Regions from separate parts of the Mus musculus genome. Here all the other regions are linked to region 1. A link is a contact called in public ChIA-PET, HiChIP or PLAC-seq and promoter capture Hi-C data. All regions are on one chromosome and are shown on one strand. Each heading gives the region's core, a stretch centred on a gene start, on an enhancer-like site or on the middle of the called end of the contact. The rest is flanking DNA. Distances are from core to core; before and after follow the strand shown. Region 1 holds the start of Mlxip (MLX interacting protein). Region 2 holds the start of Hcar2 (hydroxycarboxylic acid receptor 2). Region 3 has its middle 11 kb from the start of Morn3. Region 4 holds the start of Zcchc8 (zinc finger, CCHC domain containing 8). Region 5 holds the start of Clip1 (CAP-GLY domain containing linker protein 1).

Evidence for each region. Promoter capture Hi-C pulls out the DNA fragments that hold promoters and counts their contacts. ChIA-PET counts read pairs in DNA pulled down with a chosen protein or histone mark. HiChIP or PLAC-seq counts read pairs in DNA pulled down with a chosen protein or histone mark.
Region 2: an H3K27ac HiChIP or PLAC-seq map of microglia shows a contact between it and region 1, with 4 times the contacts expected there. The contact joins the promoter of Hcar2 here to the promoter of Mlxip in region 1. A contact is called at or near these places in 2 of 39 promoter capture datasets (the HPC-7 cell line and hematopoietic stem and progenitor cells) and 1 of 115 datasets of contacts at active chromatin or transcription factors (microglia).
Region 3: a contact with region 1 is called in a promoter capture Hi-C map of pre-B cells, with 2.8 times the contacts expected there. The contact joins the enhancer-like site here to the promoter of Mlxip in region 1. A contact is called at or near these places in 4 of 39 promoter capture datasets (the 3T3-L1 cell line, maxillary cranial neural crest, neutrophils and 1 more) and 1 of 115 datasets of contacts at active chromatin or transcription factors (memory CD8 T cells).
Region 4: a promoter capture Hi-C map of liver shows a contact between it and region 1, with 2.4 times the contacts expected there. The contact joins the promoter of Zcchc8 here to the promoter of Mlxip in region 1. A contact is called at or near these places in 17 of 39 promoter capture datasets (the C10 cell line, the HPC-7 cell line, HPC-7-derived erythroid cells and 12 more), 4 of 115 datasets of contacts at active chromatin or transcription factors (bone marrow-derived macrophages, fetal liver, microglia and 1 more) and 3 of 9 other capture datasets (adipose tissue, liver and pancreatic islet).
Region 5: an RNA polymerase II ChIA-PET map of memory CD8 T cells shows a contact between it and region 1, with 43 read pairs. The contact joins the promoter of Clip1 here to the promoter of Mlxip in region 1. A contact is called at or near these places in 4 of 39 promoter capture datasets (the HPC-7 cell line, liver and neutrophils), 1 of 484 Hi-C or Micro-C datasets (embryonic stem cells), 6 of 115 datasets of contacts at active chromatin or transcription factors (the 230-238 cell line, bone marrow-derived macrophages, effector CD8 T cells and 3 more) and 2 of 9 other capture datasets (embryonic stem cells and pancreatic islet).

Annotation. Positions count from the first base shown.
Region 1 is chr5:123,392,044-123,397,742 of GRCm38.p6, reverse strand. Mlxip (MLX interacting protein) reads right to left here and starts at 2,945. Exons shown (of 17, transcript NM_133917.3): 1 at 2,401-2,945. The coding sequence starts at 2,813.
Region 2 is chr5:123,862,120-123,867,818 of GRCm38.p6, reverse strand. It overlaps Hcar2 (hydroxycarboxylic acid receptor 2), which reads left to right and starts at 2,303. Exons shown (of 1, transcript NM_030701.3): 1 at 2,303-4,249. The coding sequence starts at 2,381. The coding sequence ends at 3,463.
Region 3 is chr5:123,055,605-123,061,303 of GRCm38.p6, reverse strand. No RefSeq gene overlaps it. Among named protein-coding and RNA genes, the nearest start is that of Morn3, 11 kb to the right of the region's middle. Within about 2 kb of position 3,228, at least 361 of the 459 cell types and tissues checked have an H3K27ac peak or open chromatin away from gene starts, as enhancers often do. A contact at or near this core is called in memory CD8 T cells and pre-B cells, where this site is marked.
Region 4 is chr5:123,717,526-123,723,224 of GRCm38.p6, reverse strand. Zcchc8 (zinc finger, CCHC domain containing 8) reads left to right here and starts at 2,181. Exons shown (of 14, transcript NM_027494.3): 1 at 2,181-2,502; 2 at 3,691-3,733. The coding sequence starts at 2,295.
Region 5 is chr5:123,681,044-123,686,742 of GRCm38.p6, reverse strand. It overlaps Clip1 (CAP-GLY domain containing linker protein 1), which reads left to right and starts at 2,382. Exons shown (of 24, transcript NM_019765.5): 1 at 2,382-2,491.

The DNA of each region.
Region 1 (5,699 bases), core at 1,696-4,195:
TGTATCCAACTAGTGATGCATTCTGCAGTCAAGAAAATTAACTCAGAAAAGGTGAGGTGCCAAAATGATGGGATTATTCGGTTGGTGTTATTTCTAGGTTATTCCAATAGAGCACAAAGGGACACTGGCTTATTTTTCCTTTAGCAGAGCTTACTCAGTGAGAATTTCTAGCCTGAGCCTCCAGTGGCTCAAGCAGCTTTCTCTCCCTATACATGCAGAAGTTTATATTAAATTAAAAGAAAAAAGGATTAAGTTCTCTTAATAAGAACACATTCCTGTCCTTTGGCCCTGATTTTGTTTGAAAAGCATTTCCCAGAGACTAGTTTATGCTGTAATCTAAATGAGTCTGATTCTGATTCCAACATAAATGCTCAAGAGTGAGGGACTGCGACTTCACTGTCAGCTGTCCATTTAAAAACAAGAGTACCTCCCCAGGCTCGGGGCCAGCTCAACCTGGCAAGGTCTAAGAGTCAAAGCGGAGGCTGACCAATATGCCACGTAAAGGTGACAGAAGGAAGAGCTATGCTACAGGAATAAGCCATCAGGGAAACCTCCACAAGAGGAAATGGGGGTGAGGGTGCATTTCAGAAACATAACAAAGGAACAAGTTGACTAATCACTTATTCCAGGGAGGGAAAATGCCATGCAGAGCCAACTATCAAGTATTTTAACTTCAGGCAATTGAGTAATGCTTTTAATTTCGATTATCGGGGCTTATTATCTACCACCCTGAGAGAGAGGCGAGGGTTGGGGGTGGGGGGAAGGAGGGTTGCTTGAAACCATGAATTTAAGACCAGCCTCCTGGATAACAGCAAGACCAGTCTCAAGAAAACAAAGCAACGATAACAAAAACCTTATGAATCCTTATGAATGTAATCCTTATGAATGAAAACGGCTTGCTAAAACCTACTACTTTGCAGGCTAGCTTTAGAAATTAAGTAAAACCAAAACCCAAAACAGGGCTAGCCATGGCAGCACCTGTAATCCCAACACTTGAGAAGCTAAAGCAGGAGGATTACTTACTGCAAGTTTGGGGCCAGTCCAGGTTATATAGTGAGCTCCTGGATACATAGGTATCAAGGTAACACACACACACACACACAAAAAAAACCCTAGGAGTGGTCCTGTGCTTCTTTCCATGGTCTTCGGAGTAACCTGGGAAATTTTCTCTAGGCTGCCAGCTGTGCATCAGGACTCTCATGAAGCCAAAGCCAGTATAGTTGCTAAAGCAAGCCCAGTCAGTGTGGGTCCTGCTTGAAGCTACCACCCATATGGGCTGCTCTAATCACTAGCAGTTCAGAGAAGGTCTCTGGCTGAGGCAGAAAACTTGCCTAAAATGCCTGCCTAGAAGACATACTGGGGAAGAGTAAGAGGGTAGAAAGAAAGGCTAGCCCTCCAAGGAAAGGCATTTCTATGACGTTCAAAAGAGATCTCTGTCCAAAGCTGAATTCCCCGTTTCAGGGCAGTGTCTGGGATGTCAGCCCTACTGACATCTCACACATAAGTTTTTAGGGTCAGTCAGAAAACCCTCTAGCCAGATGTGGGCATGAGAGGCATATGTTTGTGATCACAGAATTTGGGAAGCGGAGGCAGGGCAGTCAGGAGGAGTTCAAGGCCAGCCAGCATCTGCTCAAAAGACCCTGGCTCAAAAAGGAAACAAACAAACAAAACAAAACAAAAACAAATTCCAACTTCCCAGGAAAATAAACTCCACAAGTCCACTGTGTGCAAAGGGTCCTGCCTCAGAATTTCCCTGTAAAGGAGATGTAAGAGAACCCAGGCTCCAGATGCATGGACAATCAGGAAAAGTAACTCACATTTAAGCAGCACCTAAAAACCCACTCGGCCTATCTCAACCCTTCCCTGAAGCAGCCCCCTAGAGGTCAACACTACTGTCACCCCCCACCCCGCCCCCCTTTATAGACAAGGAAACAGGCTCCAAGGCGTTACACAATCATTAAGATAGTGCAGCCAGCGCCCTAGCCACCCTGGACAGGTGATCTTAACCGTTGGGTGTTGCTGTAAACACACAAAGCAATAGAAGGAAGGGGTCCACAGAGCCAAAAGAAAAGGAGGAAAACAACAACACACAGCCTGTAGCTACACCTAACTCTTGTCTAAAACCGGTGACCACGGGCATTGGAGGAGGGGAGGGCCTGGATGGGGAACACGAAGCCGGAAGAACCCAGGAACGACCGGCTGACAGGGCTACAAGGCCGGAACCCTGGCGCCTCTCTCCATGGTGGAGACCCCAGACTCACAAATCGTCCTAGAAGGAATTTCCAAAGGGACAGTGTGAAGCCAAAGGTCCAAGCTGGGTTTTTGTTCAAGAGAGACCGGGGTGAAGATGGGGCTCGGCCAGGTCTGGGAGTCGGGTGGGGGCGTCACCGGGTCCCCTACCTGTAGGCCAGGGTCATGCACTCGAAGAGCTTGGTGAGCGACGCATCGATGGACAAGTGGCAGGAGCTGGTCTTGCCGAAGCTATAGGTCTGGCACGTCTGCTTGTTGACCGTGTCGAAATCATAGCCCTTCTTGGGCGGGTGCTCGCGGTGCGGAGAGGACACCATGAAGTGGCCGCTGTGGATGATCTGCTGTCGGCGCGGAGGCTCCTCGCGGCCCGGGCCGGCCCGAGGCGGCAGCGGCGCGGCGCTCGCGTGGGCCCGGGCTGAAGTGGCCACGCCGGAGGGGGGCGGCGGAGACGGCTCGTCTGTGTCCGAGTCGTCGTCGTCCTCGGGCACCTGAGGCTTGAGCAGCACCGAACGGCCCCGACTGCGGGGCCGGCGCGGCGAACACATGAAAACGTCGGCAGCCATGAGGAGAACCTGGTCCGGGGCATCCCCCGGGAGCCGGGGCGACGTAAAGCGGAGAAGCACGGGGAACGGAGGGGGCCGCCGGCCCGACCCGGCCCGGCCCTCGCGCAGACTGCCCGGGAACGCGCGGCCTGAGGGGGAGGGCGCGGGCCTCCTCGTAACGTCACTGTCGTCTTGGCCAATCGGATGCTCGCCTCTGCCTCTTAAAGGTGCAGGAGGAAGCTTTTCTTCTCCGGGCGGACAAAAAAAAAAAAAAGCCGGAGGCCACGCCTCCACGCCCGGCCCCTGGCTGTCCTCTTTCCCCTCCGGCTGGCCCTGGAGTAGAGAGACGAGAAAGCCAGGCCGCGCCTCTCGGGGAGCCTGGGCTCAGGGCGGCATTGGCTGTCTGTTCAACTAGTCTGGCTCCAGCCCCTGCCCCGCCTCCGCCACGCCCGGAGCTTGGGAATAGCCCTGCGGCCTCACTGCGGGCAAGGAGGGCACTCCACGTGGTGGGTAGGGGTGGAGCTCCTTCCCCCACATTAGGCCAGCTTTCTCCCTCCATACCCGGAACTGAGTCCTCAAAAGCCTTCCTGATTTTGTCTACCGTCCCCATTTTGTTGATGAGAAGATTGAGTTACCTACACTCTAAGGGGTGTGCCTAAGGTTCCAACAAGACCCAAGAGCAAGGCTCACAGAATCATCACATCCTTAGGGGCAGAAACTGACTCTCCCGGGTTAAGGCATGGCTCCTGGGCATCACCGCTCTTAAACAGTAGTAGAGTTCTGCAGGAGCCTAGCTGTCTGCCTCCAGACCCAACAACTTCAGCCACAAATCAAAATACTGTCGCTATTGTTTGGAAGTTTGGCCCAGAAGCCAAATTCCAAAGGGGAAGTTTGGAGCCTAGTTGTCTTTACTGCAATTCCTAGGTCTCAGAAAGTTGTGTCAACCTAAAAATAGCAATGAGCCAGTCATGGTAACACATGCGCGTGCCTGCAATCCTAACAGGAGGGGAGCAGAGGTGGGAGGATCAGAAGTTCCCCAAATTCTAGGTTAGTTTGAACTGCATGATACCCTGTCTCAAAGACACTTTTATTTTATTTTATATTTTAGGAAATCCAGTGAGATGGTTCAGTAGGTAAATAAAAGCACTTGCTGTTAAGTCTGACCTTCATTCCAACCCGTGGGACCCACAAGATAGAAGACTCCCAACAACTTAATCTCTGACCACCCCAACCCCACTGTGGCATCTGCGCTTCTCACGATAAATAAAGGTAAAAATAAATAAATAAAAGATTTTGTTTGGAGACAGAATCTCTACATGTAGTCCTTATGTAGACAAGGCTGGCCTTGTAACCACCACGAGAGATTATAAGAGGGGAAAAGATCAGGGTGTCTTCTGTATATGACAAGGAAGCTACACCTGTGAAATCTCCATGGTCTAAACAAGAACTACAAAATTGCAGCACCAGTTGACATCCCAAGATGGATGGGGGAAATCTCACAAGACCCCCTCTTAAATGGAGTTCAGGCAACTAATGATGCGGGGGGGAGAGAGAGAAAGAGTTATTCTCCAGGGAGAAGATGGGTTTTCCAACCCCACATAGTCACCTTTTCTAAACACATCCTATCAATACTAAAAGGACTCAGCAGGCTATATTTATACATGTGTGTGTGCCTGCATGTTTAAAAATAATAATTAAAGAAGAGGTCACATTTCAAAGGGAGTGAGAAAAAGACAAGGGAGGAGTTGGGTGGGGGTTGGGGAGTGGAAATGGTGTAAATACAGTACTCATGTATGTAATTATATTTAAAAGTGATGGAGAAAAAAAACACCTGAAAATATAATGGGGGTTATGGCTGGCCTAGGTAGTTCCCTAGCTACAGGGAACACTCAGAAAGCAGTGTAAGATTAGCCTAGGTGCCAGGTATACTGTACATGCCTTTAATTCCTGCACTTGGGAGGCAGAGGCAGGAGGATCTCTATGAATTCAAGGCCAACCTGGTCTACAGAGTGAGTTCTAGGACAGCCGGAGCTATGTAAGGAGACCATGTTTCAAAAGATAAATACATAAATGATTGATGTTTTTCTGTTTTGCCCAGGTCTCTCAGGCTTTCTATAGCTGTGAGAAACCAAAAGCAACTTGGGGAGGAAAGGGCTTATTTCAGCTTACAGTTCCACAGTACGGTCCATCACTGTAGAAAATCAGGGTGGGAACTTAATCAGGGCGGTACCTGGATGCAGGAGCTGATGCAGAGGCCGTGAAGGAGTTCTGATGACTGGGTTGCTCTCTCATGGCTTGCTCAGCCCGCTTTCTTGTAGCACCCAGGACGACCAGCCCAGAGGTAACACTGTCCACAGTGAGCTGGACCATCTAATATCAATTATCAATCAAGAAAATGCACCACAGGGGGCTGGTGAGATGGCTCAGTGGGTAAGAGCACCCGACTGCTCTTCCAAAGGTCCGGAGTTCAAATCCCAGCAACCACATGGTGGCTCACAACCATCTGTAACAAGATCTGATGCCCTCTTCTGGAGTGTCTGAAGACAGCTACAGTGTATTTACATATAATAAATAAATAAATCTTTAAAAAAAAAAAAAGAAAAGAAAATGCACCACAAGACAATCTAATGGGAGCATTTTTACAGATGAGGTCCCTGCTCCCAAAATGACTCTAGCTTGTATCAAGTGGCCATAAGACTAGCCTGTATACCAGGCTAGTCCTGGCCACAGATGACTCCCCTGCCTCTGCCTTCCTAGCAGGTCAGGCTCTACCTATGTTGGCCATGTTTGTTGACTTGCTTGTTTTACATTTCTAAAAATAATTTTGGTGCTAGAGAGCTGGCTCAGTGGTTGAGAGCACTGACTGCTCTTCCGAAGGTCCTGAGTTCAAATCCCAACAATCACATG
Region 2 (5,699 bases), core at 1,054-3,553, 470 kb before region 1:
GTAAGGCAAGCAAGTGCCAATGCCAGCTAACATTCAAGGCAATTGCAGAGGAAGAGGCAGTGATCTGGGTTCGTGTCATAAGCCTGTAATCCCAGCACTCCGTGCACACAGGACAATCGTGGCCAGCAGTGAGGCCAGGCCAGCCTGAGATACATAGGGAGATGCTGTCTCAGAAGCCTGTTTAAGGGGCTGGAGATGTCCGTCTCAGTTAAGAGCACTTGTTCTTGCTGAGAACTTGAATTCAATTTCTAGCATCCACATCAGGTAACTCATATCCATCTGCAACTCCTGCCTCAGGGAACCTGGCACCTTCTGCTGGTCTCCGAGGGCACCTGTATTCACATGCATATATACACAGACAGACACACAAACACACAGACACACAGACTCTCTCTCTCTCCCAATTTAAAAAAAATACATGTTTCAAAAAGTCTTTTAAAAAATACAATATTATACCAGCACTTGGGAGGCAGAGACCAGGGGATTTCTGAGTTTGAGGCCAGTCTGGTCTACAGAATGAGTTCCAGGACAACCAGGGCTACACAGAGAAATCCTGCCTTGAAAACAAACAAACAAACAGAAACCCAAAACCAAAAAACAAAACAAAACAAAATAAACAAACAAAAAAACAATATTGGAGAGATGGCTCAGAGGTTAAGAGGACTGACTACTCTTCCGAAGGTCCTGAGTTCAAATCCTAGCAACCACATGGCTCACCACCATCCATAATGAGATCTGATGCCCTCTTCTGGTGCATTTGAAGACAGCTAGATTGCTCTTACATATAATAATAAATAAATCTTTGGGCCGGAGCAAGCGGGGCTGGAACGAGCTGAGGTCCTGAGTTCAATTCCCAACAACCATATGATAGCTCACAGCTATCTGTACAGCTACAGTATACTCATATACATAAAAATAAATAAATCAATCTTGAAAAAAATGGGCAAACATGGAGTTTCAAGACATGGAATTTGGAACACTGGAAACTGCAATGTGGGCACCACCAATCTCAAAGTTGTCATCTTCATTGTCACAGTCTCCATGAAGTATCCTGATCCTATAGGATCCAAGATCAGGTCACCCTGAGTCTAGACTACAAGGTCCGTCAAATGCCATTGAGGATTTGGGTAGGCAGCTAAAGGGACACATTTCCTCTTTTTTTTTTTTTTTTTTTTTTTTTTTGAGACAGTTTCTCTGTCTAGCCCTGGCTGTCTTGGAACTCGATCTGTAGAGCAGGTAAATTCAGAGATCTACCTGCTTTCGCCTGCCGAGTACTGGGATTAAAGGTATGCACCACTACCACCTGGCAAATTTCCAATTTCTAATTTCAAACTCAAAGTAGATAGTCAATGGTAGATACTCTGTAAGATGACACTTAATCACACTTTAAAAAAAAGAGAGAGAAAGGAAATGTTATCTTTCTGCACCCTCTTGAGGCTTGAAATCAGAGCCATTTCTACGAATACCACACATCCAGGCGCTGTGTCTGCAATCCCAGCACTCGGGAAGAAGAAGCAGGAAGATGGAGAAGCCAGCTTGGGAGACGTAACAAGAGGAGACATCTATCTGAGAGGAAGGAAAAAAGGAAAAAGAGCACGGCGCTAGAGAACTGAGTTGGGGGTTAGGAGCACCCGCTGCTCCTGCAGAGGACCTGCATTAAGCTCCCTATCCCCACATTGGGGTGGATGACAACTGTCTTATAACTCTAGCTCCAGGGCATCCAATAGCCTCTGGGGCTGTTGTTGTATGTACATAGCCACATAGACAGGCATGCAAAAATAAAAATAAATCCTAGAAAGAAAACAAGGAGGTGGGGGAGACAGAGACAGACAGACAGACAGACAGAGGAAACCGTATCCACATTACCAATGCATAGTAGAATTTCACACGAACTCTTACTGCTCCTGGAAAGCCTGACTGTTCTTTTAGCACAGTGCATGGTTACTGCCCTTGTTAATTTATTAATTATTGTCAGCTAAGCAAATTGCAGTGAATGGATTCTCCGAGGCCAATCACCTAGCCAGCATGCATGCCTGCAGCCTTCAGAAGGAATGCCCTCAGATCTGACTCGTCCACCTCTGACAGTCGGCTTGCCTAAACTTATCCTTTACGTTTAGAAAAATTTGTGGGTTCCCGTCTGCCCAGGGGACTTTTTTTTTATTACTTGTTTATGCAAACAGTAAGTTGCATAAGAGCCTTGCTAGCCTTTTTTTTTTTTAAATGATTTCGTAGTTTCCTGGTAACCATTCAGTCATCTCTTTCAACACCCTGACATGACATAAAGCCGAGGGCTGAACCACACGTTCACCACACAGACACACACTCGCCTTGAGCCTTCGCTAGGTGAGGCACTCTGAAGCTGGACTGGCCAGATCCACTCATGAGCAAGTCAGACCATTTTCTAGTGATAAACGGCAAGAACTGCTGTGTGTTCCGAGATGAAAACATCGCCAAGGTCTTGCCACCGGTGTTGGGGCTGGAATTTGTGTTCGGACTCCTGGGCAATGGCCTTGCCTTGTGGATTTTCTGTTTCCACCTCAAGTCCTGGAAATCCAGCCGGATTTTCTTGTTCAACTTGGCCGTGGCTGACTTTCTCCTGATCATCTGCCTGCCGTTCCTGACGGACAACTATGTCCATAACTGGGACTGGAGGTTCGGAGGCATCCCCTGCCGTGTGATGCTCTTCATGTTGGCTATGAACCGACAGGGCAGCATCATCTTCCTCACCGTGGTGGCTGTGGACCGCTACTTCCGGGTGGTCCATCCACACCACTTCTTGAACAAGATCTCCAACCGGACGGCGGCCATCATTTCTTGCTTCTTGTGGGGTCTCACCATCGGCCTGACTGTCCACCTCCTCTATACAAACATGATGACCAAAAATGGCGAGGCATATCTGTGTAGCAGCTTCAGCATCTGTTACAACTTCAGGTGGCACGATGCTATGTTCCTCTTGGAATTCTTCTTGCCCCTGGCCATCATCTTGTTCTGCTCAGGCAGGATCATCTGGAGCCTGAGGCAGAGACAGATGGACAGACATGCCAAGATCAAGAGGGCCATCAACTTCATCATGGTGGTGGCTATTGTATTCATCATTTGCTTCCTACCCAGTGTGGCTGTGCGCATCCGCATCTTCTGGCTTCTCTACAAATATAACGTACGCAACTGTGACATCTACTCCTCGGTGGACCTGGCTTTCTTTACCACCCTTAGCTTTACCTACATGAACAGCATGCTGGACCCTGTGGTCTACTATTTCTCCAGCCCATCTTTCCCCAACTTCTTCTCCACGTGTATCAACCGCTGCCTTCGAAAGAAAACATTGGGTGAACCCGATAATAACCGAAGCACTAGTGTGGAGCTCACGGGGGACCCCAGCACAACCAGAAGTATTCCAGGGGCGCTAATGGCTGACCCCAGTGAGCCAGGCAGCCCCCCTTATCTGGCTTCCACATCTCGTTAAGTTACTATGACAAGAAGGGAGATTGCCGCTCAGGCCTGTGCTCTCTGGAGAGGCGATTTGGCCGTTCGTTGAACAGGGTAACATCTTCAGATTTGGCTTACGCTTTCTTGGAACTTCTAGATTCGGAGAATCGAATTTAGAGAAACGGCGTGGTGCAGTGAGCAGTTTTGGTTGCGAGGTGCAGCCATAGAAAATCTCAGAGGAACAGAAAGCAGAGTTTCCAGACAGTGGAAACTTCTCAGCCTTCCAAGCTTACAGGACTGAAGAAGACAGAGTCCTGCAGAGTTTGAGTCCCAGATGCACCCAGACACACCTCAGTTCTGCTCAAAGTCACGGATGGCTCTTCGTCCTAGGGTCCTACCTAGCCTGTCCGTGGGCCCCAGTGAGGACAAGGAGATCCACGAAACTGGAGGGGATCTCTACCCAGATGTCACTGATAAGCCAGTTGGTCACTTGTGTTCGGTGGGACCAGTATACCTTTCAGCCAGACTTTAGCAGAAATGCTAAAGAGGGGAGGAGATGCAAAAGATTTGATTGTTCTCCAAGTCTCCAAAGGTGGTAAGAGGGGGTTAGCCCCAGGAGGGACTGAACTCAGTGCTGGAGAGAAACAATAACAAATTCAGCTGAGCTTTAAAAGGCTTTGGGGAAACAGTGGCTTCCCTCCTCTGTCTGCGTTTCTTAGTAAAAGGAATTCAACTGTGTCCATGGTTGGGGGGGGGGGGGCGGTTCATTACTTGGGTTTCTGTACTTTAACATCTACCATTTCAATAAATTTCGACAGGAGACACAGGCTGCTGCAGCATTTTGTCTGGGTTAGGGTTCACAGAAACGGTCTTCTTACTTAAGACCTGGGTTATGAACTGTATCCTAGCAGGAAGATCTAGTATACTGCAAAAACACAGAAGGGTGCAGAAGAGCCCTGCCTTGAGACAGCCAAGGGGAACGGCACCGGTGGGGAATATGTAAGGTAGTTAGGTTTTAAAGGCTATACCGAAAAGTTTACAGCGGAGTTCTTCCCTTTGCAGTTCGGTGAACATTGCTATTAATAGCTGTATATTAAAAAAAGAATCAGACCAGAGTGGGCTTTTTTTTTCCACCCCTAGGAGAAGGAAGAGGAGCTTCCTATGGAATGGTTTCAGTTCCCAGTTTAGAGCCAGAAAGGAGATGTACCAGGTTGCATCGTGCCAGTTGAGAAACAAGAAGTTTCTGTTGTACTTTCATTTCCAGTTTCTGTCCCTCCTAGATCCTTTGGCAAGATGAGGCTTTTTTTTTTTTTCCTCCCGAGCTGGATACAGATTAAGAATTCAGATACTCTAATTTCTCAGCCCTCGGTAGATGGCAAGAAACCAGGGACAGACAGATGAAGTGTCTCTTAGTTCAAGTGTTCCCAGTTTTCTGTCTCTTATTACCTTCGGCTCCTACAAGTGGGAATTTAAAAGCAGGGTTTGCCTTCTTCTGGAAGGCGGCAGACAGAAGCTCCGAGCCAAGCAGGGATTTCCCCATGAATCACGGGGAACCTGGTGGTGAAACTCCTGGTCCTTGATCGATCGGAGTTAACAGTTGACATTCATTTGTTTGGTTTTTGTGTGTTGAACAGCAACTGTGCGCCAGACACCGTTCTGGGTGGTGGCAATACGGCCAGGAGTTAAGCAGATAGATGGTCTTCGTCACATTGAACCCAAATTCAAGGCAGGGAGGCAGGCAGGAATGAAGAAAAGATCATGGCTGAAAAGCAACAGGTGTTGTGAAACCAGCCAGGTGTGACTATGGGAACAGAGAGGGTGGCTAGGGTGGGGATGACTGGGAGGGCCTCCAGGAGGAAGTGATATTGAGTTGAGCCAGGATTAACTAGACAGAGCAAGGTATGAAAACCTCTGGGCTGGGGGTGGGGGGGCACAGGGAGGGGAGTGAGAGCAAAGGTCCTGAGGTAACAAGGAATGTGTTGGGTATGAGTCTCCTTTTTTTTTTCATATGTTATATTTTATTAGCTGATAATTCTTATGCCGTTATGATATACAATGTAGTATAATAAATATTTGAATGAATAGATTTAGAAAGCAGGTAATTTGGAATAAGCATTTCAAAACATGGATTAACTTTCATTTCTTTTTTTTTAATTGGGTATTTATTTCTTTTACATTTACAATGCTATCCCAAAAGTCCCCCACCCGCTCCCCCACCCACTCCCACTTCTTGGCCCTGGCATTCCTTTGTACTGAGGCATATAAAGTTTGCA
Region 3 (5,699 bases), core at 1,979-4,478, 340 kb after region 1:
CCCCAAACCCAAGTCCGAAGGTTAACGGCTGCCTATAACTGCAGCTCTAGGGGATCCAACACTCTCTTCTGGCTTCTCAGTCATTAAATGGAATGATTTGATATATGTACGCCCCACTGGAAAATCTTGACAGTGTTACAGTGTGTGAGGATCAGGCTGTGTGTAAGTGCCCCTACCCCACTAAGCCATCCGGATCTCCCTACACAGCCCAACCATTTTCCTCAGGAGACTTTCTAAAGTTTATTTTGATTTATGTGACAAGAGACTGTACCTTATGTGAGCGTGTTGGATTCCCTGGAGCTGAAGTCCCAGGAAGTTGTGAACACCCTCATTTGGGGTTTGGAAACAAACCTTGGGTCCACTGCAAATGCAGTTATGTGCTGCGTCATCTCTCCAGTCCGCCTGCCAGGATCTTGCTGGGATCTCAGGCATGCACCACCACACCAGGCTTTCATTTTCCGTTTGCATTGCACGGGACAGCAGAACTCTTCCACAGCTGACATTCTCCATGCCAATCCCTACCCCCACCCCCACCCCAGCCAGATCAGTGACACAGTAGGTTAGTTTCATTAAGGATTTAAAGAAAGTGCTACAGTGTCCCTTTCACCTGGTTCCTAATTGGAGACAGGCTTCTCTCCAGTCTCCAACCCTTTGAAACTAACCTGTCTTTCATGGCAATTCACACTCCCTAGAGGATCCCAGCCTCCTGCTCTAATTACCTTCCAAAAACACCGTTACATTTGGGCTAGCAGTTTTTAAAAACATCCAAGTGTATTTTCCTGAAAGCTGCCGGGTGGACTAATTTGCACTAGAGTGGAGAAGGACCACTTGCCAGACGAAAAGCACTTGGAAGTCTTGAGGGAACACAGGCCTCTTAGCTCCGGCCCCTGTGTTTGACAACAGGGCAAACACCATCACCAGTACATTTCCCACACACCTTCCTGTGAACAGCCGCTAGCTGTTTACAATACATTCCACGCACGCGCTCCTTTGCTTAATCCCTGTAGCTGGCCCGCCAGGTCGGAGTGATATCTGTGTATTTTTAGCACGATGAAAGTAACTGGCAAAGCATAGCAGCTGTCCAGTGGCTGCTCAGGTCAGCTGCACTGCAATGTTGTGGCATGTACACAAGTTTATTTTCTTTTTCTCTCCTTCTCCCTGGCCCCCCCCCTCCCCCCCCCGCCTCCGGGTTGTAGATCATTTCTCTTTAACACACTTTTGCTAGCAACCTGAAATACAATCTTCCTGCACGGGAAATTCTATTTCTCTTGCTTGTTTTTGAGACAGGCTCTTGTAGATGCCAGTGGAGACCAGAAGAGGGCACTAGATCCCTTGAAACAGGAGTTACAGGTAGCTGTAAATGGCCGGAGGTGGATGCTAGGACCTAAACCCAGGACCTCTGCAAGACAGTCCTATACCTGCTGAGCCATCTCTCCAGCCTTTCATTTAGTTATCTTATATTAAGATCTGAATCTTTGTGTCCCCCCAACATTTTACAACCCTAGATCCTTCAAGGTTGTAGTAGTATAATGTAGGCAGCCTTTGGGAGATTAAAAAACAATATCTACTTCATAATTTGTCAGGGTCCAGGGCAAAATATAAGTGAGCAAGTCCATGAAACCAGTCTGTCCCACGTATTCTACTACAAAGTGGATTTTTTGGATACATTTAAGAGCTTCCTTTTCAATTATTTTTCTGTGCTATTCTTGAAGTTTATTCTCTTGGCCTAACACTCTTATAAACCCCTCTTCCTCAAGGCATATATAACTGAGGGAGACGGGACCTGAGCAACTTCTTCAGGGAGTCCAAGAATCCCTACCCTTCCAGCGTTTTAGAACAGTGATTAGGAGTCATACCTCTCATCAGCCTCAAGAGATTCTGGCCCAAGAATGTACCATTTCAAGACTTTCTTGGGGAGTTGGGGTGGAGAGGAGGCTCAGCGGGTAAGAGGAGATCCGCCACCAGGCCCAAGGCTCTGAGTTCAAACACTGAGACTTGCATGTTGGAAAGAGAGAGCTCTGTAGACTTGTGTACTGAATGTCACGCTCATACCACTACATGGGTGCAACTTACACATGCACACAGACACGGATGAATAAATCGTAAACCCGTAAATAATCTTCCTTAGAGAGTTTTACTAACTTCTCCCTTTTGAAGTAGGCGATTTTGGTCTAACAGTCGCTTCCTGCCTCATTCCCTACCACCCCTCAATGTTCAGGAACACACATGGTCTCTCACCCTCCACTTTGGTCCTAATCTCCTCTTCTGGCATCTAGACTTCCTCTCCCCAAGTCCAGCACGACTGTATTGACTGGACAGTCTCTGAAGTGCACAGACGTCACCCAGCAGATGTCAAGGTGCTCCCACAGCTACCTCCAAGACTGCCTCTACATCTGAACCACGTGACCTTCCCACAAGAACCCTTTAAGAACTGGGGCTGAACTACAGGCTTCTTGGTGTCCCCAGCCATCAGAACAGTCTTCATATATTGAACACTATCCGCTTTCCATACTTGTTTATGGAAACAAATGAACCAACCACCTTCAGGACACAAAAGCCACACATAATTCTATGCAGACTTCTTTGCTAGCCTTTATGCAATAAATCTGCCTAACAGACAAGAACCACTTACTAATAATTCTTGGTAATCTCTCCGAACACTCGGAGGCATCCGAAGTGAGTTCTGCTTTGAGCCCTGGCCTCTCAGCTCCCTGTGTAGCTGAGGATCTTGAACTCCCGAGTGATTCTCCTCCCTCTGAGCCCGAGCTACCGTGCATGATTCCTAAAATGCTTCGTGATGTTTCAAGCATTCTTAAAAAAAAAGGCTAAGAAATGATTAGGGATAAATCCAAAACTAAACTTTTCCGCCTGAGAATCCTGGCGTTCGGGAAGCTGAAGGAAGAAGATTGGGGTTCGAGGCCTGCCTGGACTGATACATTGTACTAGTCCCAGAAACACAAAATTGAAAGAAAAAACAGTTCCTTCACGTAGACATGGGTAATTATGTAAGAATCTTTAAATTAGAAAAATAATTTCTGTGTCCACAGTCCAGTCTTCACGTGACTAGGAAGGGCGGCACTGGAGGAGTCACGAACCCTAGCCGCACACTCAGGCTCGCCCTCCGTCGGTTCCGCGTGGAAGCGCGATTCCCACCCCCATCTCCCACTCACTTCCGCGAAGAGTACCCAGAGCGCAGGCGCAACCTCGGGCCCGCCTTTCAGAGACCTCCCAGACGCGTGTTGGTGATTGCGCATGTGCAGAGGGGCTAGGACGGGTAATTCCGCGGGAGCAGGTAGGTCTCGAGAACTCCCGCGACTGGCTCCTCCCACCTAAAAAAAAATTAAGCCGGCGGGGCTCCTTCGCCGTGCGCACGCGCACTGCGTGCAGGAAGATCGCGTGTGTGAAGCGAGCCTAACGCATGCGCATTTAAAGCCCCCCGAAATTCATGACGTCAGCCACACCATCCTGTTTGTAGCCCCGTTCCCCACAATCCCGCTTTTAAAGAGCTAGAATCTAGTTCTGATTGTGGTTTTGACTTATAATTTTATTTTATTGTTATTTAAAAATTCACTATGATTCTTGGTAGAAATGTAAGTTCGCATAGTGTGGTTGGCTAAATACAACAAAATGTTTTGTTTAATATTTTTGTGTATGACTGTTTTGGGGGTGTGTTCCTTGTGCCAGGGGAATCCAGAAGAGGGAGTCAGAGCACCTGGAACTGGAGTAACAGACGGTTGTTGCCTGCCATGTGGGTGCTGGGAACAGAACCCAGGTTGTCTGGAAGAGCAGCCAATGCTCTAACCACTGAGCTGTAGATATAAGGGTCGATTCTTCCTCCCGGTCCCGTGTTCCCAGAAATAAGACTCAGACTCAAAACAGATTTCCAAATACCTTGGCCATAGAGCTAGGCTCTTCTCTGACTAGAATCATAACTTATGATAACCCACTAATTTTAATCTATATTCTGCCCCATGGCTGGTTACCTGTGCTCAGGTTCCATGCATCCTCCCAGGTGGACCTCGTGCCTGGCTCTATCCCAGAATTCTTTCTCTCTCCCAGATGTCCTACCTCCTATTTCCTGCCTAAGCCATAAGCCATCAGATTTAACTATTGACAGGTGCCACAACCATACAGTAACAGCTCTCTCCACTGAGCGGTCTCCTCAGCTTTTGGGTGGTGGTTGTTGTCGTTGTTGTTGCTTGCTTGCTTGCTTTCTTTCTTTCTTTCTTTCTTTCTTTCTTTCTTTCTTTTTTCTTTTTTCTTTTTTTTTTTGTCTTTTGAGGTAGGGTTTCCCCTGAAGGCCAGGGTGTCCTTGAATTTATACTTCTGCCTTGTTTTCCCAAGTGCTAAACTTACCACCATGCTTGGTGTAAAATGCTTTTTTAAATTGAGTACTTAGGGGGCTGGAGAGATGGCCCAGTGGTTAAGAGCACTGACTGCTCTTCCAGAGGTCCTGAGTTCAAATCCCAGCAACCACAAGGTGGCTCACAACCATCTGTAATGGGATCCAATGCCCTCTTCTGGGATATGTCTGAAGCCAGCTGTAGTGTACTCATCTAAATAAAAATAAATACATCTTTAAAATTAAGTAATACTTAAAATTAAGTATTTAGGGCTGGAAAGATGGCCCAGTGGTTAATAGTACTAGCTGCTCTTCCCAGAAACCTTCAGTCTGACTCCCAGTACTCACACATGGTAAAATCACAAGGATCAGTACTCCTGCAAATCTGATGCCCTCTCCTTGCCTCCAGTAGCACCACGCATGCATAGGTGCATAGACATGCCACCCATACACAATAATAGTAATAACTATTATTATTATCATTAATGTATTTATTAATACACAATAATAGTAATAACTATTATTATTATCATTAATGTATTTATTAAAGTCCTATTGAGTATACTAGGTCAGGATTAACATCTCCTGTGTGCTTTAATACATTTTTCTTTATTCAAGTCTGTACTGGGCTGACAAAATGGCTCAGCAGGTAAAGGTGAATGCCTTCATGATGAGGCCGATCCCTGTAACCCACAGAAAAGGAGAGAAGAGACTCTCACAAACTGTCCTCTGACCTCCATGTGTATATGAGTGTGTGCACACAGTAAAATAAAAATTTTAAAACATGTAGCAGCTGGGTATGGTGCTACATGCCTTAAATCCCAGTACTCAGGAGAGAGAAGCAGGTAGAGTTCTGTGGGTTAGAGGCCAGCCTGATCTACGTAGTGAGTTTCAGGGCAGCCAGAACTACATAGAAGACCCTGTCTCGAAAAAAAGAAAGAAAGAAAGAGAGAGAGAGAGAGAGAGAGAGAGAGAGAGAGAGAGAGAGAAAGAAAGAAAGGTATAACACTTATATTCATAATTGTGGTTTAAAACTCAATTTTAAAATATGTGTATTTTTGGGCTGGTGAGATGGCTCAGTGGGTAAGAGCACCCGACTGCTCTTCCGAAGGTCAGGAGTTCAAATCCCAGCAACCACATGGTGGCTCACAACCATCCATAACGAGATCTGAAGCCCTCTTCTGGAGTGTCTGAAGACAGCTACAGTGTACTTACATATAATAAATAAATAAATCTTTAAAAAAAAAAATATGTGTATTTTTTGCTGGGTGGTGGTGGCGCACGCCTTTAATCCCAGCACTTGGGAGGCAGAGGCAGGCAGATTTCTGAGTTCGAGGCCAGCCTGGTCTACAAAGTG
Region 4 (5,699 bases), core at 932-3,431, 330 kb before region 1:
ATAATGGGATCTGACGCCCTCTTCTGGTGTGTCTGAAGACAGCTACAGTGCGCTTACATATAATAATAAATCTTAAAAAAAAAAAAAAGAAAGAAAGAAAAAAGAGCTAACCCATGGAACTTGGCCCACCGGTTAGCACACCACGATAGGTGTGCTGAGAACTACATGTTTTGAGGACTCCGTGGTGGTGTGGAGGTTTCACTCTGCTTGTTCCCCTCACAGTCATCTCATCCCTCATAATCTAAGAACTGTAGGAAAACTCTGAGGGGCTTCCAACCACTCATTGGGCAGTGTCATTGGCACTGTTGATGAGTGATGTTTTTCAAGCAATGCTGCTGAAACAGGTTCATGATTCAACCCCCACCCTCAGAAAGAACTCGGAGATGTAAATTGTTAGTATAAGTTAGGTTAAGATGTTTTTGCTAGGGACTGGAGAGATGACTCAGAAGTTAAGAGCACTGGCTGCTCTTCCAGTAGACCTGAGTTCAATTCATGCCACCCACATGGCAGCTCACAACTATCTGTAACTCCAGTTCTATGGGACCTGACACCCTCATCCAGCCATACATGAAGTGAAACACCAATGCGTATAAAATAAAAATAAAATACTAAAAAAAAAAAAAAAGTTTTTGCTTTGATATATAGGACTTTGGGGAACAATTTAATATCCAGACTGGTATACTTTTGAAAGTTGAACCAGGAATTTTTTTGAGGTCAGGGAACAAGAACAATGGTAGCTGAGCTAGTTCTTAGCTTATGTGGCTTTCTTGCTAAGGCTGGATGGGTCATCAAGTGATAATTACTTGTATCTATTTTTACCTTTATCTTCCTGATATAATTTGATAAAAAAAAATCAGTGAGTGGGTGTACAACTGAGGATTTAAAGTAGGAAGGTGGTGGTAGCTTAAGTCTTTAAACCCAGGACCTGGGAGGCAGAGGCTGGTGAGTTTGAGGACAGCCTGGTCTACAGAGCTAGTTCCAGGACAACCATGGGTACACAGAAGTTCCAGGTCAACCACGGGTACACAGAAAAACCTTGCCTCTGTGTGCATGCGTGCACACACACACAGACACCATACACACACACAAGCTTAGATTTCTGATTCTAAATACTCTTTTATAAGATTATTTTAAAAGATAAATAATTGATCTTTTCATTATAACTGCAAATTGTAGCCTGGTAGTACAAGAACTGGCTGAGAAAAAGTAGCTTGCTTGCTTACACTTAATCTATTATAATTTATTTAATTTTTTTTTTCACTTATAATACCTAAGACTTTCAATCTTGTAAAAGGTATGGTGTAACATGCTGGGTTTGGGGGGGGGGGTTGTTTGTTTTGTTTTTGGGGTTTTTTTTTTGCTTGTGTATTTATTATAATCATTCACTTACAAAATGTAGCCACATTGTAATCTTTGTACTACTTGGGAGATTTTGCTGGAAGATATAAGTTATGGGAGAAGTAATAAAGTTGTTGACGCTTGTTGAAGCCTTGCTTCACCGTGTGTGTGTGTGTGTGTGTGTGTGTGTGTGTGTGTGTGTGTGTGTGTTTGTGTCTGTCTGTCTGATTTACATTAATATCATCAACCCCTCCTTGGATCACTAAACGCGCTACAGGAGCTGGCCTCCAACAGAGACCATAACTAACCTGACATTATTTGTTACAGGTTATAATTTCCGGTGATTTTAACATGTGATGACGAAAATATCCATTCAAATCCAGCGGCATATGAAAGTAGAAACATAATAAAGGGTTTTCTGGTTTTTCTGTTTGTTTCGTCCCTGATAGGAGTTCATGAGAGTAGGCAGTGGAATAACTTCATTTTTCATTCATTTACAAATGAAACAAGCAAAATAAAGTGGCTTGTGTCTGAGAGCACATTTATCTACGGCAAAGGTAGAGTTCCTGTCTTCTCTTTTCGACGCTGGGGAACCGCACCACATTTTGTCAAAGCCATGTATCCGGCTTTGATTCCTTCAGCTTTAAACGCCTAACGGGGACAATCCATATTGTTTTAACTCATTCAGAACCGTTTTTTTAAAAAGAGCAATCCCAGTGTGCAACGCAAACAATGAGTCCCGTCGCTTAGAAACTACATATCCCAGAATGCCACGCTCTGTGGCCCATTCGGAAAGAGGCATGAGGGCGGCCTTGGCATTCTGGGAGTTGTAGTCTCCGTCCAGGACCCGCCCCTAGACGGCTTTGGAGGCCTGTGTGTGGAGAAAAGCCTCCAGGGAGAGCGGCTCTGGCCTCCAACCTTCGCCCCCTGCCCTCCAAGCTTTCCCACAGCCCAAGATGGCGGCCGGTGTGGATTTTGGCGACCTAGAGCTCTTCGAGGCGTTTGACCCACCAGAGGAGTCGACGCCGAAGCCCGTTCACACCCGGTTCAAGGACGACGAGGAGGAAGAGGACGACGACGACGACGAGAACGGGGTGGGCGATGCGGAGCTGCAGGAGCAGCTCCGGCGCTGCGAGGCCACCATCGAGCAGCTCCGCGCCGAGAATATCCTTCCGGCGCGATGGGCCGGGTGTCACTTGGCACTCGGGGTCTGGGTGGCGGCGGGCGGGGGACACGGCGGAATTTCCAAGAAGATTAGCATTCGAAGTCCTTCCTCCCGCGACCTGGCGGGCGGGCGGGAGTCTCGGTCCGGTTGCAGAAGCTGCATCCGCGGCCCGCGCGCGATCCCTTCCCCGCGAGCGTCCTCCAGTGCACACCACCCTGGCCCCCCAACTCAAAGCTGCTCTCAACTGTTGTGACACTGGAGACACTTCTCTCCCGGTCTTGGAGGTCACCGTGTTTTCTAACTTTGCGTGCCAAGCTCGAGAAGAGACGAGTCGTAGTGTAGTTGTGCGTTTGAAGGTGCGGGGCGTCGCAGCCGGGGAGTGGGATGATTTGTGGAGGGACGAAAGCTACGAGTGCCCACTGTGATGGAGAATCGGGGCGCGGGGGGGACGACCTTAAAGATTTAGCATGCGAAGAGACTTGCTAAATTGTCCAGATCGTTTTGATTTCTTGAGCTAACTTGCCTCCCGGTGCTCCGGGAAAAACGCGCCAAAATTCCCTTTGACTTTATTAACGTGATTATAACGTTTGTGGGTTTGCTAGTATGTTAATTTCCCGTTCTTAGGTAGTTTTGGTTCAGGTAACTTTCCTTTTGGAACTTAGCCTGAACCCTGAGCATGGTTGTTATGTCAACTTTTGAAGTTCAAGTCTGATTTTTTTTTCATGAAACCATTTTCCGTGACACACTTTATTATGAAAATTTATAAAATACTAGAGAGTTGAAAGGATTGTGTATTTCATATCCGTAGGGGTTCTCTCACATTCTTGCAAACATTTTGCTATATTAACTTTATCATTTATCTTTATGCTTTGACGTGGAAATTTTTCTTAATTGCTTCAACTTGTTCCGGGAACACCGCGGTCTAACTGAAATTTTTGGTTCATCTCTTAGACTGTTTCTGAACTCCAGGACCATGTCTTAGAATATATGTTCAAAGAGATGAAGACCTTATTTAATGTTCAGGTCCAGTTGTCCTGCCCTCGGCAAAACATGTACCCAGTGTTTTTCCTTCAAAGTACTGATTACGGGGCCTTCCTTTACATTTATGTCATTTGGATAACAAAAGTGAAAGTTTTAGTGGTTGGTTGTTATGTCCTGAGGACTGATATTCCTTAACCAGTAATAACATCAAGAACTTAAAAGAAAGTTGAACATTCTGACAAGACCCAGGTATGACATCTTGAAATTACACACGAGCTGCCTCTTGGCTCTCCTTCTCTAGTCACAGCATCCTTGTAGAAAAAGGAATTTTTGTATCATCCACAACTCAGAATCCAATGAAGAATTCAGTAACGGTTCTTTATTGTTGACTTAGGGGTATAAAGGAATTCTGGTAAGTGGGTTAAATGTCTAAACAGACTTAGTGGGTCTTTTTCCTCAATCCAGAAATTTTTGCTTGACAATTCAGAGAAGCAAGTTAGACCCAGCTGTTCATATTTAACACATTTCTGGTAAGATAAAATAAGTTTACAGTTATGTTAGCCGATGATTTCTTTACAGCTGTTATTATTACTGTTGTTATTATTGGTGGTGGTTGGTTGGTGGGATTTTGTTTTGGACAGGCAAGGGTGGGTTTACTGAGACAGTGTTTCTCATCTTGTAACCCAAACTAGCCTGGAATCCACTGTATGTTTACACTGGCCTTAACCTTATTGGTTTTTGTTTGTCTACCTTGAAAGTGCTGGGATAACAGGAGCAACCACACTAGCATTAAATATTTTTATTAATATTTGTAAAGTACGTATTAAATATTTTACAGTTACAGACAGTGCAGGTAGAGCATTTTTTGTTTTGTTGATACAGTCTTCTTGTAGCCTAAGCTGGTCTCTGGTTACAGTGTGGCTCAGGGTGACTTTGAACTCTTGGTCCTCCCGCCTCCCCTTCCCTAGTACTGGGATTACACCTAGGGCCAAGTCTGGCAAGGCACAGCACTTTAGAAGAAAAGGAAATATGCTTTTGAGAAAGTATCGAATGCAGGAGGCATGTATTCAGACATCTGCTTATAACAGTTACACTAATGCTGGCATCTCCATATGATAGGAATTTAACAAGTTACTAGATTAATTTTTTATTTATTTTGTTTTTTGAGTCAGGATTTTACTTTGTAGCCTTGAACTCCCAAGTCTTTGCATGAAACTCACTTTCAGTATACCAGGCTGGTCTCAAACCCAGCTGCCCTGGGTTTAATCTGAGTGCTGGGATTAAAACCACGTGCTACCACTGCAGCCTAGAGTACTTGCTAGTTTATGTAGAGCAGTTGCTCGTTTTTCCTTTCTTCCCATGTCCCTCCCCCCCCCCTCTTCCTTCCTTCCTTTTTTTCCAGCAGGGTCTGTGTAGTCCAGGCTGCTCTCAAACTCCTGGCATGCCTTCTGCCTTAACTTCCCAAGTGCTGGCGTTCCAGATAGGAGTCTTCTTGTCCAGTTGAAATATTTTTAGGCTTTGGAACTGGGAAGTTTTATTGTCTGTTCGTGTACTGGCTAGGCTGAGACCAGAATTTCAGGTAGGGTCTCTCGCAGTCCTGGAACTCACTGTGTAGCTCTGAGGATCTTGAACTTTTGATCCCGTGAGTCTTGGTATTGCTGGCGTGTGTGCAATCTGACCCTCAACTCAGCCACTTTGTCAGCTGGCCTTATATTGGCCTTATTCATGTAACCTGCTTTCTTATACTCTTCCCTAGTCTCCTAATTTATAAGGAAACTAGCCATTAGTTAGGGAAATTTTGTTAAAAACCAAAAGATTAATGGGGTGTGTATATGTGTGTGCGCGCGCATGCGCCTGCACATATGTGTAAAATTTTTGTTTAATGTTGGAGGTGATTTCTGGGCCAGACGTGGTGGTGCAGCCTGTTAATGACCACCTGGGAAACAGGCAGTAAGGTCTCGGGGACGTCAGAGCCAGGCTTTGTCTACACTGCGAATGTCAGGGCTACATAGTGAAACCCTGAAAAGAGACAGAAACAGAGACAGACAGACAGACAGTTTGTAGGGCTTGAGGAGACAGCTGACTGACTGAAGAGTTTGCTGTGAAGCCTGGGTTTATGATCCCTAGCACCCGTGTAAAATGGCGCCAAGATGGACGTCTGTAATCCCAGTGCTGCCGAGGCAGAGGGAAAGCCTGCAGATGGAGCAATGGCAGA
Region 5 (5,699 bases), core at 1,133-3,632, 290 kb before region 1:
CATTTCTCTAGCCCTGCAACACATGTTTTAATTTCTCTTGGGACTATACCTCTGAGTATAAATGCTGGATCACATGGGAACTCTGTTTAACATTTTGAGGAACTGTACTGTGAATATACTAAGTGTTAAAAACATGTATATTTACTTAGCTGTTATGTGACAGGGTCTCTTGCTGGTGTAGAACTCACGAGGTAGACCTATGTGGATCTCAGAGATCCACTTGCCTCTGACTTCCCAGTGCTGTGATGCTGGGCTAACACTCTCAGTCTGTTCCCGATTTTTGACTATATCAAATACTTCTGCTGTAAACAAACAAACAAACAAACAAACAACCCACTTCTGCTGTGAATGCTGTGAACATGTGTCCCCATGTACTTCACTGTGTTGGATGTTGTGGAAGGAGGTCTCAACTTTTTGTGTGTGTGCACTCAAAAAGATATTCATTGATCAGAACTACTGCATCAAGCACCAATTTCACAGATATCCTGCCTTACTGGATTTTTAAAAAGGCACAGGATCTTAGATATGTGATGGCAACCTTATAAGTGACTTTGGTCACCCTCCACATTGTAAAGCCGTCTGTACTCAGAGCCCTAGTCTATTGAGAAGGCCTGGAGTGTAGTTTGCAGGATGGTGCCTACTGCTGTTCTTGGTTAGCTGAATGGAGCTTTTGTGGTCATTGGCTGGTTCTCTTTGAGAGCTCATCCTGGGATTCTAAACAGCAGTTTGTCATTCTCTCATCATTTCCACTTTTTTTTTCTTGGTTTTTCAGGACAGTGTTTCTCTGTGTAGGCCTGGGTGTCCTGGAATTCGTTCTGGAGACCAGGCTGGTCTTATATTCAGAGCTCTCTCTGCTTCTGCCTCCTGAGTGCTGGGATTAAAGGCGTGTGCTGCTGCCACCCCAATACATTTTTACTCATCGCCAGGATATAGCCCTGGATGGTATGTAGAGCAGGCTAGGTTAACCTCAAGAGATTCAGCTGCCTCCCACTCCTGAAGGCTAGTATTGTCAGTGTGCACACCAATAGGCCTGGCTGCTATTATTATTATTATTATTATTATTAAATATTTTATTTATTTGTTATTATAAATTTTATGACAGGGTTCTATGTATACTCTGTGTAGCTCTGGCTGTCCTGGAACTCAGGAGGCAGAGGCAGGCAAATCTCTGTGTTTGAGGCCAGCCTGGTCTACAAAGAGAGTTCCAGGACAGCCAAGGCTATTACACACAGAAACCATCTGGAATAACCAAGAGAGGAAAAACAGAGTTGAATTGTACTCAGATCAGCGGGTAAGTATTGCTTGCCTAAGTAGGAATGAATTCTGGGTTCCCAGGGTACTCTCACCTCTTGACCTTGGAGCTCACATATCAGGCTCAGGTGGAATAATAGATTATTTTTGTGTGTGTGTGATTTAAGGCTTAAATGGACAGGAGGGTCTGCAGATGAAATTTACTTTGTGCATTTCCAGTGGAGTTCCCTTCTTGGGCTCTCTGAGGTGCCTGTTTGCCCAGACACAATGGTGTTTTAAATAAAGGTCAAGAAGGGAGGTCGCCCTTCAGAATATTTCCTCCTTGGCCCCTTCTCCATCAATACTGAGTCACTGCAGAAACCTGGGCTTCCAACAGCTGCAGATTTCTGCCGGGAGCTGCAAAACTTCTGGGGTTGCCATGGTCCATGGGAGCGAAATGCTGGCCGCCCTCTGCTAGCGCAGCCCTGAGCCGGCTGTTGCAGCGTCCTCTCCAGTCCCTTTCAAAAGCTTGACAAGGGGATCCCTGCTTGGGGAGGAGCCCGAACGGGACATTAACCTGGGCTTCTGTCCAAACGACTGGGGCGAATAAAAGACGCTTTTCTTAAACTAACTGGGCTGCAGCCCTGGGCTCATCTCAAAGGATTTTTTTTTTTTAACCCCTCAGTGATTTCCTGGAGAGCAGAGACCGTTCATCCCAAGCTGAGCTTGCCTATGGGCATCTCCCTTCCAACTTGGGGCAACGGATTTATCACCCTGCTCTAGGCGGGAAAGGGAGGTCAATGAAATCAATCAGCTCCCCCACTCTCCAACCGCACCCCATCCCATCCCCAAACGGCAGGCTGCGGTTGGTCCAGTCTACGGGTAGCCATCCGGGGTGACTTGCATATTCTGGGCACACTTGGCTAGGAAACAGGGAGAAGCCTGAAATGCCAAGGCACCCGCGTCTGCAGGCCCTTCGGTCCGTCCCCCGGCATCTTGCTCCTTATCGTGGAGGATTTAGGGGCTCGCAAGGGGAGCAGGCAGACAAAGGGGCGGCAGGGGAGCTCGCGGGCGGCAGCGGCCCGGGCACGGGGAGGGGCGGCGCGGCGTCTTCTCCCGGCCCCGCGGCGGCGGCGGCAGCGCGTCACGTTCTCTTCCCCGCCCCGAGCCGAAGAGCCGGGGAGGCGGGAGGCGGCGGCCGCGGCGGCTGCTGCTGCTGCTGCTGGGAGGCAGGTGACGGCGACCAGCGGCGTCCCAGGCGGTGAGCGAAGCGCGGGCCCCATCTCCATCTCTCCTTCCTCGCCGTCCCACCCGTTCTCCCTCCGCTCCTTCCCGCCGCCCGGGGATCCGGGAGGGAAACGCCGGGAGGGAAGGCTCGTCTCAAGCTCCCGCCACGCACCGGGACGGCGGCCGAGGAGCCGCGGACGCACCCGGGAGGGTGGCGGGCGCGGGGAGAGCGTGGCTGCGGGGAAGGCTGGCTGCGTGCGAGCCGCGCGCGTCCGGGCCCTGGCAGCCGCGGCCCGGGGCCTTGCCTGCCTTCCTCCCGCCGCCTCAAGATGGAGCGTGGACTCCTTGTCCCTGCGCCGCCTCGGGAGCCGTTCTCGGAGGAGCCCGCGTCCTCTTCCCCAGCTCTTGGAGGGGGAGGTTCCGGGGACGGCTCCGTCGCTCCCAGAGGCCGCGGGTCCGGTTCGACCTGTTGCCCTGGACGCCTCCCGCCGCTCGCCATCTGGGCGAGCTTTCCTCGGGCAGGCCCGGGACGCCGGGTGGCCGGCCGCGAGCCGGCATGGAGGGCGCCCTTGCCCCGTGGCGCTCGGGCTCAGCCCGGCCCGGCTCGGGCCCCGGTTCCCGGTCCCTGGCTGTTCGGCCCCGGGCTTTTGTTTTCCTTCAGACCCCTGGAGCGTGATTCTCTGTGAAGGTAGAAGGGCGAAACAGGGTGCCAGATCTCTGAAATCACCGCTGCCCGGTAACCCGAACCTGCCAGCGCGGTCGGGGGTTGGCGCGGAAGACAGATGACACTTGTTCGGGGTTGGGGGTGGGGATGGGGTGACTATTTTAAAAGCAGAGAGCCTTGTGGTTTGTCTCGAACCTGGAGGTGTTGCGTTATTGGGGAGAGAACAACAGAATATCGGATTAATTTATTTAATTTTTATTTATTTTTATTTTTTTCTGAGTCTGGAGTCCTGCCCTGACATCCCGTAGTCTCTCCGCTTCATGTGGCTTTTCCCATCTGGCAGAAACCGCACACCACCCCCTTCCTCCCTGCCCAGCCCCACCTCTCTGGTATGAAGAAATGACTCGTTAAGTCTGGAATCCACGTGCATACCCATTTTTTAGCAAAAACTTGCCAACTACTGTTTCTATTTATTTACTTATTTATTTATTAAGACAGTGGATATGTTTCTGTCATTTCCTTGGTTTTTTTTTTGTTTTTGTTTTTGTTTTTTTTCATTTTGGTGTGAGTCGGCAGTCTAGCCTCTTCTAGGCCCAGGACTGTGTCTGTCTGTCTGCTTGGGGCTCTGTTAGTATTTATGCGGTGGTGCTTTGGTGATTCTCATGCTAGGATTTTATGATTATTATTCCTAATTGTGGCTCCCAGTTAGGAGAGCCGCGTTTGGCTTCTAGGCGTAATGATGCTCTTTTGCAAGTATCCTCAGGACTGTTGCTCCTCAGCCTTGGGGCATTTCTTCCTCTTGAAATAATAACAATTAGGGTTTATGGAGGGCTCCTTCTGACCGTGCTCTGGGCAAGTGCAGAGTTTTGTTTTTGTTTTTATCTCATGTAATCCATCCAACCTAGGGAGGTTGCTGTCATCGTCATTTTACAGGGAGGGCACTGAAAGGTCAGAGTCACAGCCAATACGAGATGTTGTCAAGAACTGTACCTCAGTCTGCTAAGTTAGTTTGTTAGGGCAGTGAATCAATGGTAAAAGGCAAGGCTGGACGTTATGAAAGCCAAGGAAGTGGGTGATTGCTCAGCTGAGAGCCTGGGACTCTTGCTGAGGTTCAGAGGAAGTGGTTAGGCTTCCTCCTAGGCCTGGATTAGAGAGGTAAACATTGAACCTGGGTGGGAACTTTGGTAGTATCTCTGAACATGAGGATTTTGCTATTCTCAGCTCTTTCAGTCATTGCTGAGCACGAAAATAAGCCAACCTGGTTCTTGTCTTTAAGAAATTTAATACATTCTAAAAACTAGTATTTTTAATTTTTCTTTTAGTTTTGGTTTTTCAAGACTGGGTCTCTTTGTGTGGCTTTTATTGTCCTGGAATTTACTCTGTACACCAGGCTGGCCTTGAACTCACAGAAACCAGTTTGCCTCTGCCTCCTAAGTACTGGGATTGAAGACGGGTGTCATCACTGCCTGGCTTATAAAGGAAACTTTGACTTGAAAAAGAAACAAACATAAGAGTCAGTGTTATTAGTCATGGCATGCCTGTTATTTCAGTATTGGTGAAGTGTTACGGACCCTTCGATGGCTGCTTATGGAGCTGTGGTCTGTCTGTGTAATGAGCTCTATTCAGTTTGCACACCTCAGATACTCATGGAGCCATTTCCTGTGCCACCTGCCCTTCTGGATGCTGGTGCCACAACCCTGAAGAGCTTTACCAAGCTTTATCCTCTCGGTACTTCTCTTCCACTTGAAAGACAGACGATAAGCAGATTAAATATAAGTATGTTGCATGTTAGTTAGAATGTCATAGATGGTAAAGAAAAAAAAATGTACAAACCAGAGGAGAAGGAATATGAAGTCTTGTAAATAATGGTTAGAGTTGTGGGGACTTTCAGATAGGGTTTCCAGAGACCCGGCTGGGAACATGATTTGAGTAGAGATGAAAAGGAAGTTAGAGGATGTTGGTCCCTAAAGAAAACGGGGATCATATGAAGAGGAACCAGAAAAGCTCAAAGGCCTTGATATTGGGAGCTTGGAGAACAGTTTAAAGCCTTTCAGGCTGTTATTCTGAAAATATTTGTTAAGATACTGAAAGACTCAGAATAACTTAACATGTCATCCATTCATTCATCTGTCTTTCCATCCATCCTGGAGATGAAAACCCAGGCTTCTCACATACACCAGGCAGCTCTATGCACACCCCCCTCCCCCCTTTATCTGTTGTTTTGTTTTGTTTTGAGCTAGGATTTCCCTGTGCAGTAGGCTAACCTGGAACTCAGTCCTCCTGGCTTAGCCTTCTGAGTGCTGGGATTCCAGGTTGCAGCCATCGTACCTGGCTTTGGGGTGGGGGCGGGGCCTCATGTGTTGTCCTGCTCAGCTCCCCCTCAGTCTCTGCAGCAGTTTGCATTATAAACCTTGACTCCCATGCCCAGATTTCTGCTGTGATCGAGACTGGGTTAAAAATAGGGAGAATTAGCCGGACAGTGGTGGTGCATGCCTTTAATCCCAGCACTTGGGAGCAGAGGCAGGCGGATTTCTGAGTTCGAGGCCAGCCTGGTCTACAGAGTGAGTTCCAGGACAGC